2 separate regions of the Sus scrofa genome follow, and region 1 is linked to region 2. A link is a contact called in public HiChIP or PLAC-seq data. All regions are on one chromosome and are shown on one strand. The core of a region is the stretch at or near the end of the contact, and the rest is flanking DNA. Distances in the headings are between cores, read along the strand shown.

Evidence for each region. HiChIP or PLAC-seq counts read pairs in DNA pulled down with a chosen protein or histone mark.
Region 1: an H3K27ac HiChIP or PLAC-seq map of alveolar macrophages shows a contact between it and region 2. The contact joins two enhancer-like sites. A contact is called at or near these places in 5 of 47 Hi-C or Micro-C datasets (fetal liver, liver and skeletal muscle) and 1 of 2 datasets of contacts at active chromatin or transcription factors (alveolar macrophages).

What each region holds. Positions count from the first base shown.
Region 1 is chr13:180,074,409-180,077,415 of Sscrofa11.1, forward strand. No RefSeq gene overlaps it. Among named protein-coding and RNA genes, the nearest start is that of NRIP1, 160 kb to the left of the region's middle. Within about 2 kb of position 1,568, at least 11 of the 83 cell types and tissues checked have an H3K27ac peak or open chromatin away from gene starts, as enhancers often do. A contact at or near this core is called in alveolar macrophages and liver, where this site is marked.
Region 2 is chr13:179,752,023-179,755,037 of Sscrofa11.1, forward strand. No RefSeq gene overlaps it. Among named protein-coding and RNA genes, the nearest start is that of NRIP1, 160 kb to the right of the region's middle. Within about 2 kb of position 1,324, at least 8 of the 83 cell types and tissues checked have an H3K27ac peak or open chromatin away from gene starts, as enhancers often do. A contact at or near this core is called in alveolar macrophages and liver, where this site is marked.

The sequences.
Region 1 (3,007 bases), core at 318-2,817, 320 kb after region 2:
ATTCTTTTCTCTTAGACAAACTAACAGGCTGGCTGCTAGCTTCCCTTTCCAAAGATTCTACCATCTTATTAACCATCAGTAAGAGCTGAAAGTTCTTGACCTTCCCAAGAGGGGAGACATGGGGGCCAGGGATCTCTATTACCTTAGGGCTATTTGTTCATCTTTCCCCTTCTTCCTTTTATACCCCTTTTTGAGGTAAGACTCATCCCATTCTTCCTCATTTTAGGCTCCAGTGGAGTCAGAAGGATTAGGCAATGGGCCTGACTGCAATGTTCCCGCCCCACCCAGGGGTCAGGGCTCACGGCCAGTTTCCTCACAAGAGGTCACTGTGAGCTGAAGCTGCCTGATCCCAGACACACAAGGGCAGGGACTCAGAGGTCTGGCACTGCTGGCTGTAGGACCAGTTTAGCCTGGTGACCAGGTAGATGACCCAGCTGCTCTCCTCACTCACTGCTGTGTTCAAGTCTTGGAGACCCAGATTTTGAAAGTGAGAGAAACAGACATTAAAAACCCAAAGGTAATTAGAGAGGGAAAAAAATGCTATTTAATTTACACACTAGAAAAAACAATTTTGCCTCTACAAAATATGTTCTTGGTTTCTGATAGAAATATTATATATTCATTGCATCTGTGAGCCAAATATTGACCTGACCATGGCTTTTAATGATAGTGTTAGGACAAACCTATTAATTCCTATATCAAAGAATAAAGTTAAATGAAATTAGATTTAAAAAAACAGTGCCTCTAACCTTGAAATCTTCCCCATGCTTAGGGTTCACATTAGAAGTTCAACAGCAGTTGGTCTACCTTCTCGACCTCCTCTAGACCAGCCTGCTTTCCATCAAAGTATTAGCAATCATGATGTGTTACATTTGTTTTTCCTACTTTATTTCTGGGCTTTTCAGTTTTGTCTAATAGACCATGTGTTTTAAAGCAGCATATTGACTGATGAATCTATCTTATGTGATTCTTCACACACCCTGTATATTTAAGCAGACACTTAGAAAATGTGATTCTATTTACAACATAAGTTTGGGCAAATTCACCCTTGCATTTGGGTTAAAAGGATCCTAATCAATTGATTATCTAACTTCCATCACTTCCTCACTGTCTTGAGATTCTTTGACTCAAAACATGTAGGGGAGAGTCTGAAGTTGTTTTGGGCTCAAAGCACATTTTGGTTGCTTTTTTTTTTTTTTTTTTTTTTTTTTGTAAAATAGTTTTTGGTGCTGATGCATTTCCTTAATATTATCTACAGTAAGATAAGCACCAACACCCTGATATAAATGTGCTTCCAGACAACCCAGAAGCTGTCATTTTATTCCATTTTCTCCTTCAGTTGCTCCCAGAATCCATTTCAAACAAAAGAATAAAAAGGATCACATAAATAGGTTAGATCAGGGGTGAAGAAGAGAGAAATGCTCATAAGTTGCAAACAGGAAAAGAAATTAGGACAACAAGGCTTCGGAAAGGTTGCAAACACATTCATAAACAAACATAGACTGCCCTGGAACAACCCTGGTGTTTGTCTTTGCTGTGATGGTGCAATGTGGCCTAGTGGTCTGACCAACTGGGACTGCAGTGCCTGGGTTCTCAGTTTTGCTTCAGACTCACTGCTCTGTACCTCATGGCCTTGGACTGGATGGCCTTGGACTGGATGGCCTTGGACAGGCTTTCTTGATCTGAGAGATAGGCAGATTTCCCAGCTGCAAGGCTCAATGTTTAAGGGAGAAAAGGTTGCAGAAGGGTGAAGAATATTGCTACATCTAAAGCAAGACTATCCTACATGAATGATCAATGCAAGAAGTTTTTATTTTTACTTGCATATTTAGAGTCAAACTCCAATCTTCTCTGCCATGCACAGGGTGCTTGTTTGTTTTGTTGAGGTCCCTGATAGTCTGGGTAGTTTGGAAAGGAGTGGGAGTGTGTATGAAGAGCAAAGGGAAGCATCTATTGCAATGTTTGGTGGTTTTCTGTGTTGTGCACGTCCTCTCTCTCCATCTCCAGCATGGATTTCTCTCTCTCTTTTTTTAACTTAGGAATTTATACTGCACTGTTAGGTTTTATAATTAGCATGACAAGTTATTTGTATGTTTCTCCAAATGATTGCATCTTTGCATATTATAAAGAAAGATATTCAAACATATCTTAAGTTCCCTTTAAAGGCAACCACGTTTAAAGAAAGCCCCGCTTCTATTAAAATTCCGCACTCCTTGGAGCGGTTCAGTTTAGCTGAGCTTGCTGATCAGTGAAATCCATAAATAGTTAAAAGCCTCCAGCCCGTGGTAAAGAGGAAGTAAAGTAGACTTATCTCATGACCCAAAAACACATCAAAAACTGCAAAATAATTAACTTTTTACTTGGTATTTAAACAAAGTATTCTAGAATGAGAATTTTGTTATTTCTGAATTGGGTTTTTACCTCAATGTTGGAGTCAAATAAACTTGGAAATATTTATGCTTTCTTTGATTTCAAAGGGCAGGCTTTAATAAGAAAATTACTGCATTTGTTTTTTTAAATCATGTAATCACTCAAGAGGAATTGATTCACAATAATTGCTATTAAGACTTACGCAGAAGTTACAAAATATAAAAGCTAATTCTTTAAAATATATATTCCATGTTTAGTAGATTTTTTTTTTTTTTAATGTTGAACATTTCTTGATTTTTAGAGTTGTTTCTGGCTTCTAGAGCCTAGAAAAATGGTCTGAACCAATAACTTCTTTTCTGCTTCCTTCTCTTCTCCTTCTTTCCCGCCATTCTTTCTTTTTTTCCTCTTGCTCCCCCTTTATCTTCCCACCCCACCCCTGCCAACTTGTATGAGTGCCTACTGTGGACCTGGCACATTGATTGACACTGAGTGCCTTGGATTTAAAGGTTAAACGAACCCAAGATCTTCACACAGCAGAGTCCAGGGAGGCAGAGGACAGCAAACCCCACCTACCCAGATGCCAGAAGATACTGAAAGCCAGAATGAGACACAGACAACCAGGCTGCAGGAAGTAGGG
Region 2 (3,015 bases), core at 74-2,573:
TATCAGCTCGGTCCTTTGTCACCACGCTGCTGGGAGGATCTCTTTTGTACAAGAAAAGAAGGACAGAATGTTGGAAGGGAACTCTCCTTGACAGATGGGAATGAGAGTGGTGTGAGTAACTAACTGGAGGCAATAAAGGTGTTAGCGAATCGCAGGAGGGAAGAGCGGACCAGGATGACTGACTCTTCCACACGCTGCGTGTTGCACCAGTGCCAGGGAGAGTTGCCTATCTCAGCTTCAGTGTTAAGAGCATGTGGCTCCCGCAGATTCACAATGCATGCATCGGCTTTCTCAGCATCACAAGCACTGGCGGGGTCCTCATCCACCTGACAGGGCTACCATCTCTTTGCCACCCTCCTTTCCAAAGCCTGTTCTCCTGGTCATCCCTCCTTTCTTTGTCCTAGTTCTTTTGTTCTTCTCCCCTCTGTTCTTCACATCTCTCTACATGATTTCCTCCTCTTCCTTTGGGATTTTTGTCTTAAAGTAAGGAGAGTCTCATCATCACGGTCAAGCCAGTGTCATGTAACCAATTACCCTCAAATCTAGCTCTATCCTCCATGTTAAGAAAACCCAGCTGTTGCTAAGAATGGTGTATCTATACAGTGTTTGTGTATGAATCATAGCAAGAATTCTTAAGGCAAGAAGACTGCTGAACCAAAAACTGTCATAACACAAAAGATCTTGAATGATTATTACCTCCCCCCAACTACATTCCATTTGACAACCAAGCAAATCACGACTTGGAAAAGTTAAATGTGTTCCTGAGGTTATACCAACCATCAGAGTGAAGGGGTCACTTAGGACCTAGGCTTCTGAATTCCCTATTTTATGAATTTTAACATAAAAATAAAAGCTACGGATCCTCTAGACCTCTATGCTGCATCCCTCTACTACAGAAGCAAACACAGCGAAAGAATCAGGGATGCTCTTTTGTTCTCCTGTTAAGTGTCTAACCTCAAGGAAGTCACTCACCTCCCTGGTTCTCGGTACTCCCTTTCACAGCTGAGGAGCCTGGACAGATCATATAGTTACTTCTAGTTCCAAAATTCAATGACCCTTTAAGCTTAACTCCTTTCACCAGAATACCTGTCATTTCTAGGTAAATGGTGTTCTCAGTCCTTTCTGCTAAAAGAGGTTAAGTAAATAAAAAGGAAAGATCGGGCTCTGCTTTTGGCCTAAATTATAACTTCATGACCAAGGATGAAAGAAGTTAATAGCAATAAGAAAGCTTCCAGAGTCTACCATTTACAATTTAAATACTTTACTTGGGAGGTTAAAAGTTCAAAGTTGAGTCATAGTCTGAGGTGGCTCTGCTCTTTCTTTTTAATTATCTGAGGTCAGGAAGTTAATAATACCAGAAATCCCCAGTGGAGACCTCTTGTGCACTGTGTGAACTTTAAACTTGCTCATTTTTTTTTTAAGGGTAAAAAGTTCAGTAAAAACACAGTGGACTTTTCCTCTGAGCCTCCACCCATTCATCCCCCAAGGTCAAAAGTTGAACTGTAAAACAGAAACCCTTGTTCTCTGATCCACATTTAAACAGATCACTTATTAAAAGGTAAACATTCCAAATGCAAGCTAAGATCCAAAGTGAATCTGTTCAATAAAAATAAAAATATTGTAATAAAATGTCTTTGATCTTTATCACTTGACTTGGAATTGAACATCAGAACTTATTTTTTTGAATCTCAGAGAAAGAGCAGTCGGTAAAGCTTTTTCCTAACCTATCTCTGCCCTGAGATTGGCTTATCTGGAAAAGTTAGATCTAAGATATTTTTTAAATAATTGTGTTTACAGTCTCATCTTAAGGCAATTTTTACAATGAATTCTACATGATTTACATTTGTTTGTTTTGCTCAAAAACAGTTCAAGTGTGGTTTAAATCAGAAAGATTTAAAGGACTGTGGAATTAAGAGGTTTGCTGAAAATGAAGAGGGATGTGGAGAAAATAGAGAAATGGATGAATGAACACAATGAACCTCCTGGGAATAAGGAATGGACTATATTTGAAAACTTCAAATGTTAAAGTTCAAAAATGGAGCCATGAGAACAGTGGTAGAGCCCTAAATATGTACAGTTGACCCTCCATCTCTGCAGGTTCCACATCTTCAGATTCAACCAACCATAGATCAAAAATATTCAGAAAAAAAAATTCCTGAAAGCCCCATAGATGCCAAGGGACGGCTACATTTAATAAGGATAAGACTAGCTTTCTTAAAATAAAAATGGCAAATTTAAGAAGTATGGAAGAGCCAACTAAATACTAACCTAATCCAATCAATTTGCTTAGAAAAACTCCCTGAATCACCATTAGACTGTTATGGTATGTACCCCCAAAGTGTCCTTTTCTAATAAAGTAAATAATATATGTGTCTACTTTTTTTCAATGTATACTCTTTGAGAATGCTTTTCCTTAAAAAAAATAATAAATAAAAAGTCCATTCTGTGAATGAACATTTGCTCCAAAAATCTTTTAAGAAATCACCTGTGTCATAATTTATCCAAATATTTTTCTACCTTAATAATTTTTGGACAGCTTAATGAGAAAAGTAGAGAAAATAGTGAGAACCTTGAAATAAAGGTTTACAATGAACACATGCATAATAAAGACTTTTCACTGATGTCAGTTAAGTTCTTCGACTTTCTGATTAATTTTAACACAAACTAAAACTAGAAGATACAGCTCTGAAGAAATTGTGACCTAGACCCATTTACACTTGAAGTAATTTTCACAACATCCTCTGGGACTCCTGGATGCAGCTGGATGACCCAGACCCAGGAATGACAAGCCAGGAAGGAAGCGGGGAGAACACATGGGGCTACTTCCTCTTCTTAGGACTCCCCTCTCAACAGCTGTAAAGAAGGGTGGAAATTCCTTGTGAGTCAAAGTGTGACTTCAAAGTCAAGGATGCAATCTGAGAGACGTGATCATATTGATTAGGATGTTGACCAAAAGGAAGTCACTGCATTTAGAAGAGTCTCCAGGGAAAATCAGGTATTACATCAGGAGGTGAA